Linked DNA regions of Drosophila melanogaster: region 2 is linked to region 1. Evidence: chromatin contacts called from public Hi-C data. All regions are on one chromosome and are shown on one strand. The core of a region is the stretch at or near the end of the contact, and the rest is flanking DNA. Distances in the headings are between cores, read along the strand shown. Region 1 holds the start of gukh (GUK-holder). Region 2 holds the start of lncRNA:CR46041 (long non-coding RNA:CR46041).

Evidence for each region. A called contact is a pair of places that touch in the nucleus more often than the background predicts.
Region 2: a Hi-C map of the Kc167 cell line shows a contact between it and region 1, with 2.2 times the contacts expected there. A contact is called at or near these places in 4 of 107 Hi-C or Micro-C datasets (the Clone 8 cell line, the Kc167 cell line and the OSC cell line).

Annotation. Positions count from the first base shown.
Region 1 is chr3R:18,980,991-18,987,542 of dm6, forward strand. gukh (GUK-holder) reads left to right here and starts at 3,035. Exons shown (of 5, transcript NM_169846.2): 1 at 3,035-4,125. The coding sequence starts at 3,516. snRNP-U1-C (small ribonucleoprotein particle U1 subunit C) reads right to left here and starts at 2,660. Exons shown (of 1, transcript NM_142510.3): 1 at 1,974-2,660. The coding sequence starts at 2,550. The coding sequence ends at 2,113. Smu1 (Smu1 spliceosomal factor) reads right to left here and starts at 334. Exons shown (of 6, transcript NM_001260261.1): 1 at 267-334; 2 at 1-116. It overlaps dnk (deoxyribonucleoside kinase), which reads left to right and starts at 5. Exons shown (of 4, transcript NM_001275793.1): 1 at 5-204; 2 at 562-913; 3 at 990-1,260; 4 at 1,318-1,759. The coding sequence starts at 582. The coding sequence ends at 1,467.
Region 2 is chr3R:19,054,073-19,060,624 of dm6, forward strand. It overlaps lncRNA:CR46041 (long non-coding RNA:CR46041), which reads left to right and starts at 3,948. Exons shown (of 1, transcript NR_133418.1): 1 at 3,948-4,447. The region is part of intron 3 of cdi (center divider); the gene reads right to left.

The DNA.
Region 1 (6,552 bases), core at 1,785-4,284:
CGTTATCGCCGACAGCTGATTCTCAGTATAGGCAAAAAGAAAATTCATTTCACAACGTTAAATAAAATAAATAAGAGGCCATAAAAGTTGTGAGCAATAAATGTTTAATTTTATTGCTATCAGTGGTATTTGTATTTAATAAATTTGTAAAAACAGCAATGTCCAGCAAGCACATGTGGCAGAAAAACATTATATCATTAATAGGTAATTCAACCAGCATTGGCTTAAACTTTAAGTTTTTGTAAAGATGTATGTAAAAACATTACCGGCAATAGAATAGACACACACACACACACACACACAGTTACCGATCAGCCGGTTGACAAAAACAAGCATAACGATAGGTAACACCGATTAAAAAAAAAAGAAACAAATGGCGATGTTCCCGCTCTTTTTGTTTTTCGGCGGTAAACGATCTGACCAGGCGGGTTGAATCAGTCACCATATTCCCGCCGCCGTGTACAGTACTCCATCGAATCCGGAACAATCAACTTCAACCGCGATCCGTTGCTGCTGTGCTGTACCTAAAACAGTTAGTAAAACTCCCAATCTCACGTGCAGATCGCCGATTATCCGGACTGATGGCGGAGGCAGCATCCTGTGCCCGAAAGGGGACCAAGTACGCCGAGGGCACCCAGCCCTTCACCGTCCTCATCGAGGGCAACATCGGCAGCGGGAAGACCACGTATTTGAACCACTTCGAGAAGTACAAGAACGACATTTGCCTGCTGACCGAGCCCGTCGAGAAGTGGCGCAACGTCAACGGGGTAAATCTGCTGGAGCTGATGTACAAAGATCCCAAGAAGTGGGCCATGCCCTTTCAGAGTTATGTCACGCTGACCATGCTGCAGTCGCACACCGCCCCAACCAACAAGAAGCTAAAAATAATGGAGCGCTCCATTTTTAGCGCTCGGTGAGTGCATTATTCCCGTCGTCCGGTTTGACCAGAAACGCTAAACGAAACTTATCCATTACCCATCGCGCCGCAGCTATTGCTTCGTGGAGAACATGCGACGAAACGGCTCGCTGGAGCAGGGCATGTACAATACGCTGGAGGAGTGGTACAAGTTCATCGAAGAGTCCATTCACGTGCAGGCGGACCTCATCATATATCTGCGCACCTCGCCGGAGGTGGCGTACGAACGCATCCGGCAGCGGGCTCGTTCTGAGGAGAGCTGCGTGCCGCTTAAGTACCTTCAGGAGCTGCATGAGTTGCACGAGGACTGGTTGATACACCAGAGACGACCGCAGTCGTGCAAGGTAGTTTCTACACAAGCTCACATCTACCGAAGCCGCTAAATATGCATTTTTCCTCAGGTCCTAGTCCTCGATGCCGATCTGAACCTGGAAAACATTGGCACCGAGTACCAGCGCTCGGAGAGCAGCATATTCGACGCCATCTCAAGTAACCAACAGCCCTCGCCGGTTCTGGTGTCGCCCAGCAAGCGCCAGAGGGTCGCCAGATAACCATTATCCCATTAGTACCTAATTGTGTGTAGTACAGACGTTTAAAATAATATTATAAGAGGCCTAGACGAGCCGATTCGCGGGACAAAGGCAGAAACTTACACTTCGAGCCAATGATTAACACATTCGTATATTAACAATTATAATCCACATTATATTCTCTTCACAGCAACTAGTATGTAAGCTCAAAATATTGTAATAAAAACTGTGAATGTTTATGTTAAAGGCAAGGCACCTACTATTTTTGTGTTAGCATTTCAGTTCACTTGCATTTTAACTATATTGTGTTGGACAATGAAATCATTAAATGCCTTCTCTAGCATTGATTTTTGTTATCTTTTTCTGAAGCGGGGTTTTTTAAAGTCATAATAATGTGTGCACCGTAAAAGCGGCGTGATCTTATGCCTGCTGAACTCTAATGTGACTGCATGCGCTTCTCATTACTGACCTAAATATATATACTTTATTTCTCTATTGACTTCCACCCACAAAGACAACCATTTGTTGAGTCAACTTGCTTTATATAAATGTATATAATTAATTGTTTTCGCTATCGGGCTTACTTAAATGCTACAGCTTAATTAGGACATCGCAAGGAGAGCACTCCATCTGTGCTGTGAACGTTGATGCCGTTCCTGAGGGCGTTCACTTGGGTCCGTTCATGATTCCTGGACGGACGCCGGGTATAGTGCCCAGTGGAGGCGGTGGTCCCATCATGGCCATGGGATTCATAATCGGTGGCGGACGCATGCCCATCATGGGGTTCATCAGTGGAGGCATATAGGGCATTCCAGGCATTCCCGGACGCGGAGGAGCCCCCATGTTGGGCGGCGGAATGGACACGCCCGCCGGCTTGGGAGGCGCTCCTCCTGGCCCGCCGGCAAACGGATTGTTCGTGATCTTGCCCGCTTTGAAGGCGGCGGTAGTGGCGTCAATCAAATGCTGCGCCTGTTCCTCCATCCACTTTTGGTAGTAGAACTTTACATTGTCGCGATGCTTGCGGCCGGTGCAGTGGGTTTTCCGCACCGAGGGCGAGTCGTGGGTCAAGTAGGTGTCGCAGTAGTCGCAATAGTACTTTGGCATTGCACTAATTTATTTATCTTAGCTAAGGAAATTCGGTTCACTGTAGTTTTATTTATTATTTTTCGCAGTCGTATGACCGTATTTCGACAAGGGTGATAAGCTACTGAGACATGCTGCTGTCTGGCAACTCTGCCGCTGTGTATATCGATATGTTTAACAGCAACATTCAGCTTGAAACTCATGGAGATATTTGATTTGGGTTTGTCAGCTTGCATTTTATATTTATTTATATATTCAAACAGATACAACATAAAAATAAATATAAATCATGCATTATATATTAATGTTTTGTGTTGAATGCCCACTGTGCACTGTTAAGTGTTACAGCAGGTAACACACTGTTAGTGTGTGCAGTGTGTCCTGACTAAGCTAAGCAGAGTTTTGAACCCTAGTCGGTGACATACTCAAGCAGCTTGGACGAACGGTCACACGGGCAGATGATTTATCTGCGACTTCACTGCCCTTGCCATGTATTGGGCACACTGGCAGTTATTTTGAAACCGGCGAAATACGAAGACGTCAGCGCGGACGGTCGGTTTTTGTAATTTTGCCGGCTAACACACCTTTCGAACGACGCGTAACGGTGGCCGGGCCATTAAAATCGCCACAACCACGGGCAATTCGAGTGCGGCGCGCTAATTATGCAAGGCTGAGAACTAGCCACAAAAATTTGGGGGGCAGCAATAAACCAGTTGATTTAAACTAGTTTGTGAGTGCGTGTGAAAAGGCCAAGGAATTTGGCCGAAAGTAGTAGACAATAGCTAGGAGGCTGCGACTGCGGAGGATTCAAGTCCAGAAGTTGTCCGACCAGTTTTCGGTGCCCGTGTGCTCGTGTGTGTGTGTGTGTGTCGGGATTACTTGGATTACCTTTTATTTTATGTTGGCCGGTGCCTTCGAAGCGGAGCGAATGAGTTGGAGCAGCTAGTGGCCGCCAGAGAGATCAAGAGTGCGAGAGCCAGCGAGAGATGCCCTTCGTCCAGCGCGTGGTGCAGCCCGTCAATGTGGCCCAGGCCACGGCGGCCAGTTTGGGCCACGCATCCGGACGATTCCACTGCACGCCGGGCAAGTGCCGGAACAACAACTGCATTAACAAGCAGTCGCCGGATGTAGAGGTCCCCAATGGCCACGGATCACCCACATCCCTTACCAGGGTTCTGGTTCACCAGGCGCCGGAGGATCAACCCGTACCGCCCGCTCCGGCGCCCATGAAGAAGCTAAAGCACCACGTCGAGTTCCTGTCCACCTCGCCCACTCGCCATCAGTCGCAATCCCTGCCCAATTCGCGGCATCCCAGCCAGCAGAGGCCGGCGCTTGGAAGGATCGCCAGTGCACCGCAGTCGCCCACTGCCGGCTCCTCCAAGGTGGTCTCCGGCCACGAGTTCGACTCGATCAGCAACATAACGCTGAGCAACGCCCTGCGGCAGCTGGCCAGCTTGGTCCTCATAGCCAGCGATATCTTCGACGACCTGCAGCGGGATCTGCAGGCGGTGGGCGAGCGGGCGGGTCGTGTGCAGCGGAAGATTGCCGCCGTGGAGCGACGCGTCTGTGCCTACGATCCGAAAACGGTCACAGTTCGTAAGTAGACCCATTCATCTTATGCCCTATTCAATTCTAGCTAGGATCTACATAAGTGGGAGCTCCCCCAATGTGTGTGTGTGTATTCCTCACACGATTCGCGCTCAAAGTCAAGTGCGTTATCACGGACAGCTTATCGCCCGTCATCTGCCGCTTTGTATGCGTGGAGTAGCTTCTGTGTGGGTGGCTGTGTTTGGCGGAGAACGTGCTCCAATCTTATCTGCTTTCGCAACACGCGGGGAATTCAATTTGCAAAGGCGCAAAAGGGAGGAGAAGCAAAAATAAGTCAGTGGGGGAATTGGGGAGCAGGTCTCGCTATACCCTATAGCAAAGTTTTTTCACTGGGGCTAATTAGAAACAGACGCATATTAACATATTAGATTAATATTTTAATATTTTCTAAAACAATTGATTTTATTGTTTCCTTTTCTGTTTTTGAAAAAGTTAAAATTAATAAACATATTTATTGTGTTCTAAGAATTTAAATGATATTTACTAGCGCTGGACTTACTATTTAATTTGATTGCAAGCAATACTAAAATATAATCATAATATATACACATGTATATTAAACTCCTCCTGAAATCGCCATACCCTGGGAATACCCTTTTTCTGAGCATCTCGGTGAAAAGAAACCGAGGGAATACCGAACCAGTGGAAATTAACACCTTGTTTACTTTGTCGCCTCCGCTGTTTGGGGCTCCACTCCGATCGCCCGATTGCCCCTTTGCCCATCCTGCCATTATTCCATCATGCAGAGTGTGAGTGGGTGGGTGGGACTGGGTGGGGCTGGGTGGCCTGTGTTCATGCAATTAGCTTCTTGCCCGCGTCCAGCAGAGGCTTCTACAATTACCAACGAGCTACGAGCACTTAGATAAGCGGTCTAAAGTCGTTTGGCTCATTGTTTTCGCGACCTTGTGTTAAATACCTTCCCAACACGAATGGCCATTTATGTGGCAAGTGCTGCAGTTGTTGTTGCTGTTGTTCTAGTTGCAACAGCAACAGGTTATCCGCAGTGGCTGTCAAACTTCGTGATATGCCCAAATCCGAATATATTTTCTCGTCTATCCGCATTTTAGCACTTTGCTTCGCTCGGCACTTTATCGCCTTTACATTTTTGTTTTCTGCTTGCAATCCGAATTTTGTTTTTCGCTTGAAAAACGTTCAATAACTTTATGAAATCTCAACGGCAGACTGGCGACGACGCTGACTGCAGCTTTTTCACTCCGACTTGATATTGTTTTGTTGCCATTATTATTGTGCACTTGGCTGCAGACTTGGGCTGTGCGCGGAGCTCGACGTGGCGTACGATCCCATTGTCAGCTGTCATTTTGCAAGAGCTCACTTTGTTTACGCCAGCCCCTCTGCCGCTGGCTTTTGGCTCCTTGTCAGCTGCCCGAGGAGAGCAAAAACCCAGAAAAAATAACACGAAAACAGCAGCTGCTGCTCTTTGGGCTACTGCATGCGCAATCGAAAACGTCGCACTAATTGCTCAGGTATGAAGCCCAGGAAAAACAAGAGCACCACACTCGGTCTTCTACATATGCGCGTACAGCTGAGGGCACAAAAATAGCAATAATAATAGTTTTAGGCTCATTAAGTACTGCGAATCTCCACAAAAATTGGAAACATAATCCACAATGTATGTGGATTTTTATATGACCTTAAAAATTTTGTATTATGATAATGGCACTAATATAGTTATCAATATTCTTAAAGTATAGTTTAATAATAAATACATATGTATATATTCTGTAGTTAGGCGTCTCTTTCCCTTTGTCTATTGTTGTTAAATACAATTGCTCTTTGAGTATTTCGCAAACAACATTTTAAAAATAAATTATCAAGGATAGACACTTTTCTTCTTAGACTTGTGTTCAATTATTTTATTTTACATGTCATGGTTATCTAAAAATATGCGCCCAGGTGATAGATAGCCTTCAAAACGGGCGAGCACATAAAATTGCTTCTAATACTTAAATGGTATCATTAAATTTATCTAAAAATGTGACACAAGCAAGTAAAACTTTTCGATTGTTATAATGTTTCAAAAAACCCAACTCAACTGGCATAATAAAAACCATATGCGTAGTTATTATTGAGGTAACAAAGAAACCCTGGCACAGCTATTAATTTCACCTTAACTGTGGGTTGTTAATTTTGAAATTTGCAATTGCCTCGGAAGGAGTGGACACTCCACGCCACTCCACTTCGATTCCCCTCACCTGTTCCTTTGTCCCGCAGCCATTAATGTGCTCATATTAGAAATGCCATTACATCGCGCCATTTGCGGCGACTGCCGAGCTAACCACCACTCGGAAAAGTGCCTCTTTTTTTGGGCTAGTGCAGCCAAGCGTGCGAAGCATTTGCCGAGGGTAATTCCCATTCGTTCTCCGGCTGTTACTGCTGCGGGCCTACGGGTAGTAA
Region 2 (6,552 bases), core at 2,698-5,197, 74 kb after region 1:
TCGGGTAGTAACAACAGAGCAACAGTCACAGCAACAGCAACAGCATTGCGAAATGAAATGATTGAATTTGGTTTTCAATTAGAAAAATATGCAAAACGTGATGCGAAAATTATGCAGATTGCAGCTGCAGCAGCAGCAGCGGCGGCAACAGCAACAGCTACAGCAACAGCAGCAACATCCAACAGTGGTGGCCATAACTTCCTCTTCTTGTTTTCACTGCTGACCGATTTTCAATCTAGTGGAAGCTAGTGCAGCCCAAAAAGAAAGCTCATATATCGCGGGGTGTTGCATAAATCTGAATATCTAATGCCCGCTTTTTGTTGTGAAAAATTGATTGAAGTGTATTGAAATTGATTGAAAGTTGATGACATAATTTCGTGCATACGAAAAACGCAGGCCAGAGACAAAAGACAATGGCCAAACGCAAACGCAAACGCAAATTGGAAGTGAATGTTGGCAGTCAGCCGGGCCAAAAGACGGGCGAGAGAGATGAATGTTTTATGGGACATCGGGCCTGCCTGACACACGTTTATTTACCATTTTACGGCTCTATTTTGTTTAGCTTATTTTTTCATGCGGAAGTTGACAATTACACAAGTGCGATTTATGCAGACAAATATGAGACGATTTATCGCTGGGAGATAAACTAACTAAAAATCCAGCGGACGCACAGTAGTGAGTAATTGCTGTCAAGAAACTTGTTACAACACGGCATCAGCAGCACGCAACTTGAGCAAAATAATAATAAAAAACCAAAACAAAATGGAATGCAAGGCAGGCTCTCATTAAATTCCAATCTGTATCTGTATCTGTATCTGTATCTGTATCTGCATCTGTTGCCGAAAAAACGCTGGGTATTGTGCGATACACATTACTCATGCTCTTGCTCGTTTTTTTTTTCGGGTACATCAATCCTGCTGCTCTTCTTTTTATACTTTTACATGTGTTAGCACTTACAGCGACAACAACACAATGTAATAATAATAATGCCGTGGGTTCAATGACTTGCAATTGCGTCGCATTGTCTTGTGTACTATACATATACATATTATTGTGGCTGAGACATAAAGCATTACCAAAATAAATAAAAATAACAGCAATATGCATACCCCAGTTTTGGGTCAGTGAGTTTAGTTGTGCTTGGCATTGCCAAAAAGGCCAAAAAACAAAAAAAAAACATCTCCCTTCCCACCAAAGTGGATGATGATCCATCGATAATTGCTGGCTCTATGGAATGCATAATTTCGTGTTTGCTGTAAACACACACTATTGGTTTAAATTTAGCACACACCTACATACTCTACGCTCCATAAATAGGCGGCATTCGGAAGTGCTAATGAAAATCCGTGATGCAAATACTGCAGATGCTGATTCAGATACAGATACACTGACGTCAATGCAATTGACGATCGAATCCAAATCGAACACACTGATCACACGGGCGTCTGAAAAACAAGCTGCCTAATGAAATTGCGCGCGACAGTTTACCAGGCCATGTTGATCATCAATCAGAAATTAACCCAATTTAGCTTTCTTGCACTGCCTGCAATGGCAACGATTCGTGCCACACGGCAAAACACGGAGGCAGCCGAGCAGCTTCAATTACAGGCCATCGATCGACAATTGACAAACCCCAATCGACGAGCAAACATGAAAAGCTGCGCTGATAAAAGTGCGCTGCAAGTAGTCAACCAGTCTGGCAGTCCCGTCGTCCAGGGTATCCATTAAGCAATAAAAAGAAATGTTTATATGGCCGCAATCATGACACGCTCTCTTTCGGCCTCATGTTGCTGCTGCTGCAGCTAATGTTGCAGCAGGTGTTGCTGCTGCAACTTGTCAAAGTCTAAAAGTCTGGTAACTGTACAAACTACCCGGCGGCCAGAAATTAAGTACTCAATTTGGCCAGACACTAAATCCCCCATTAAACTACTTACATCTACTATACACACATATAGAACTTAATTATATATGCACGGATTTCGGAATTCACTCAAACTGCTGTCGCGCTGCATGAATGGCCAATTGAACCCATCTTGCACAATAAAATTCTCATTAAATTGTCAACAATTTTTTTTTTTTTTTCGCCCGTTCTCGGCAATCTTTTCATTAGCCCGACAATGTGCCACCACCGATGAGGGCGCCCATTCAATTCAAGGCCAGCCATCTCGGTTTATTGGCAAGCATTTCATTTTGCTTCGTTTCATAAAAGGGGACAGAAATGAGCCGCCAACGCTCGGCGACACACAAATCCAGCCAAGACAAATAATGGCCGAGAGACAACAATGTGCAGTGGCCCCTCGAAAAATGGAGGCTTGTGGCAAACACATCATCGCATCTATACTACGGTACCATACCATACCATACTATACTATACCATTGTATACTACCTATATGCAGGCATTCCGCCACCACAGACGACCTTCAAGTGACGCCGCGACTTTACTCATCGCAAGATGAGTGGTGGTGGTAGCTCGATCGTCTGACTGGCTATTCAATTAAGTGCAATCTGACCTTAGTGAAACCTCTTGCAACGCCAACGCCGGGTTTATATCAATAGCTGAGCTGACTGATTGCTGATTGCCCAAGTCGCTTTATTGTAGATCGGGGTCAAAAAGCTCAACTGCAACTTGTGCGGTAGAAAGGGTGAGAGCTCAGTGGTCCAATCCGGTGGGTTAGCACCTTAAGTCATTAACCCGCGCGCATTTGCATTCGCATGCCAACAATTTGTCAACATTTGCCCGACAACTTATCACCTGCTTAGCATCGCAGCCAGGCGCAAAGATCAAGTGCCGCCAAAGCAAAAGCTGAAACAGCAGCTCCAGCGGAATTTCCACCATTGTTTGTGGCCCGTAATGATCCGGGCTAAGAACTGTCACATGTCTTTGCGCGGTCTGAGTCGCGTTAAATGAGCGTTTAAATGGCTGTGAGCCAAAGCGGCAGCTTGTTTACCATTCCCCCCCTGCTCGGTTGTTACAAGTGGAGTAGTTGTTGTTTCACCAGTTGATATATAAATGTATGTATGTATATACCATAAAAAAAAGGGGGCAAAACAAAGTGTAGAGCACCCGGCGCCATCAGCGTCATCGCTGTGTTTACATTCAGAGAGAGCCACTCAATAATGTAAGTCAACTTGCAATGGGATTTGTGAGTCAAACGATGGGTATGCTGCGCTATCAAGAATTACGTATTAAATATAAGGAGATATAAGGAGATATAAGGTATCCAATAATATGAATAGTATATTATTGCTTAATAAGAAAAAGATATCAAGGTTATGTGTGCATTTAATTTATGAAATAATAATGCGTAGATGCATGCGTGTCGATGCATACTACCGATGATAAGTAAACTATCACGTTAATTACATTTTCTATTTGAATGACCATTTGAATTCATGTATAATTTTGGAGACCAGCCCCTAGAAACAAATACTACTACTACAATTAGCCACATTTTCGCAGTGCATTAGTGTTGCTGCTGGGGAGCAGAGTATGGAGCAAACTATCTGTCAAGTTGGTGGCAGCTTGGGAGCGGCGACAGCTACAAGCCATGCCATGTGGGTGGCTGGGTGCCGTTGCTCCAGTGGGCCAATAGAGAGGGGAGGCGTGCCAAAGGCTGGGCGGGGAATGCCATTCGCAATTGCCCGACTCGCTGGCTGTTCGTTCTCATTGTGCGACATTCCGCATTACGGCGGCCGCGTGATAAGCCCATAAAAAATACACGCCGCCAACGGCAACCACTCAACTAACTATCCTCAGTCGAGTGTGTTGTGAGAGTTTCAGTTTCAGTTTCAGTTTTGTGGCCAATAAGTCAGCGATTCGGGCGTGGGTGTGCATACTATTCGATGCATTGCTGTAGTACATGGCGTGCTGCCGGCTAGAAAGGCGGTTTCAATTACCCAAAAGATTAGTTCTATTGACGCTCGACTGCATCGGCATTACACTGATAGTCGGAGGATGCAACGGTACAGCTAGTTCTGGCAGCCAATCAATAGGCTTCATTAGCCGGATCGGATCGGATCGGATCGTAGAAGGCCGCCATGGGAGGCGGCCCGCATGGACGCCCAGCGGTGTAGCTGTTAAAATTTGACAGTTAGCCGACAGCCGCGATCGTTAGGCATCATTAAACGCGCCCGCCAACAAGAGCAGCGCCTAACTAACTAACTAACTAACTAACTAACTGTCAGTCAACCCGGTCAGTCATTCGTACAGTTGATCATTTGGACGACCTGGGAGCGGAGTGTTTAGCGATCCACGTCACTGATAAAATCACAAACGCGGATCGAGGATCGCGGATATGAGCGGGATTCAATCGGGCGGAACAGGCATAGGTACTAGTACCTAAATGCATACACTGAGACAAATAATAACGCTGTTAAATATATATAAAAGTACATATTAAAATTGATTGAAATGCAGCGCTTACAGAATAAGCTATAAATAATTATAAAGCATCTCATTTGAAGTGCTTAAATAGCTTTAAGGTGTAAAATAAAGTTTGAAAAATGAAAAATATTTAAATCCTGTTAATTCCAACATATTGTTTTTGATTGCAACTACTTGTTCTCGCAGTGTCGCATTAATTGGCCTCAGTGTAAATATATAAATAGCTTTGCTGCAGGGGATCCATAAAACAAAGAATTAAATGCGTGCGCCTGAATTTTAATTTCACTATCCAGTCGACCGATGGCGCCACAGCTGCATTCCAGAGTTTTTAGAATTTTCATTTAGTGCCGACGAATAAAGAAAAGTTGGCAGCTGCATGGATTCGCTTTAGACTGGCTGTGTTCCGCTGACCCAAATCCATCTCTCAACGAGCCCGGCGCACACAGCGAAATAAGTTGGCCAGCCAGGGCATTTAATCAACAGAATCCGTTGCATTTAATACCCCGACCGCGATTCGTTGCACGTTTCTCACTTAGCTCTGTGTCAGAAACAGTCGCTAATGACAGATGTCATAAAATCAGGTGGGCTCTACCAATACTAACTCTTGGAAAATCCCGAGTGAGGTCAGATCAAATCGCGTTGCCTTCTTAACGTTTAATCTTTCGGATTATACGAGTTTAAAGTTTGAATGCCTAAAAAACAAAAGAATGGCAGCTAATATAGAAGACATGTCTCTTGCCATTTTCGGGGTGTTAACGTGGTAAATGAAAGGGCGGGTCCACAACACACACACACACAGAGAGAAAGAGAAAAAGGTCTTAGCCAGAAATTGCATATTCATGGAGGCGAGCAGGAAAAGATGGGCGGTGCAAAATGGATTGGTCTGTCTGGTCTGGCATTTTGCGGAAAAAATCGCTAAAATAGAAAACGGCAACAGCAGCAGCAAAAAGTCCCTGAGAATTGCATACAATTGAAGTCGCTGCCATCAGACACTCATTGTTGCGTGCAGTCACGTGAGGATGAAAAACAAACTGAAAAAATAGTAGAAATATATTCGAAAAAACAGAAACAAAAAACAAACGCCAGCGAAGTGAGTAAGCTCTACGCAGCTTGGCAATTAAATCTAGTCAGGTCCGACAGACAACAATGTCATGAGCCTTTGCCATATTGTTTCAGACTCTGCCACTCAGCCAGCCAATTACATCAGCAGTTTGTTTTTTTTTTTTCTGTGACCCGTGAGAGGGTCCCCCCCCCAAACTCTGCTAACCCCCCAAACCCACCCAACACACCTGGTCACTGCCAAGGTAATTACACAGCAGAGACTCTGCTGCAGCCTGAACTTGACCTTTGCGCGAGCATCGGAAATGTGTTGTGCGATTTTGGTCTTGAACCCGCTGCTCTGAACTCCAACTGGGGGTACTCTTTCAAAATGCCAAATAGCAAATGGCCAGTCGAAAAATATAAACAAATCGGCGAAACCATAACAGACCAATCTCATTGCGGTAAACAGTAAATATTTGCACATTATTAATTTGAAAGCACTCATGCTGCCATAAATACATTTGTGTGTAAAAATAATATCCATAATGATGTCAGTGGAGTGAGCGGCCCCAGAAGCACAGATGTCAAGAGTTACGACGACAGGCTGAAAGTGAATCATACCCCTCATATACTACATACATACATACATACATATATGATCATTTCCATTTTAGCATAGGTCAGTATTATTTTGATGATGCCAGCAGAAGCAGCCCCTAACCTAAGTGCTGAGAAATCATGTGTAAAATATGCCAAAAACTGAATTGAAACCGACCGAGAAGAACATGGGCATTATTTGCGTAGAATTTAAAATAAAGACCCCGCGCGATGAACCCATTAAATTGTTTACGTAATCCATTTAAATGAATGGTCAATTCGCGTCGAGGTGCGAACTGAATGCGTAAACACAATCGGGCCACATGATCATCAAAAGCTAAGGGGGGAGTAGTATATATGTATATATGTCAATATATGTGTGTGTAAATACATATTATCATCCAGAGTGGACAACAACAAGTAGCATTCATACATAAATAAGTAACGCAGTCAAGTTTGCAATTAAAATCAGTGAATGAGTCAGACCATCGAGTTTGGCATTGACCCATAAGATGCTTTGGCTTGCTCG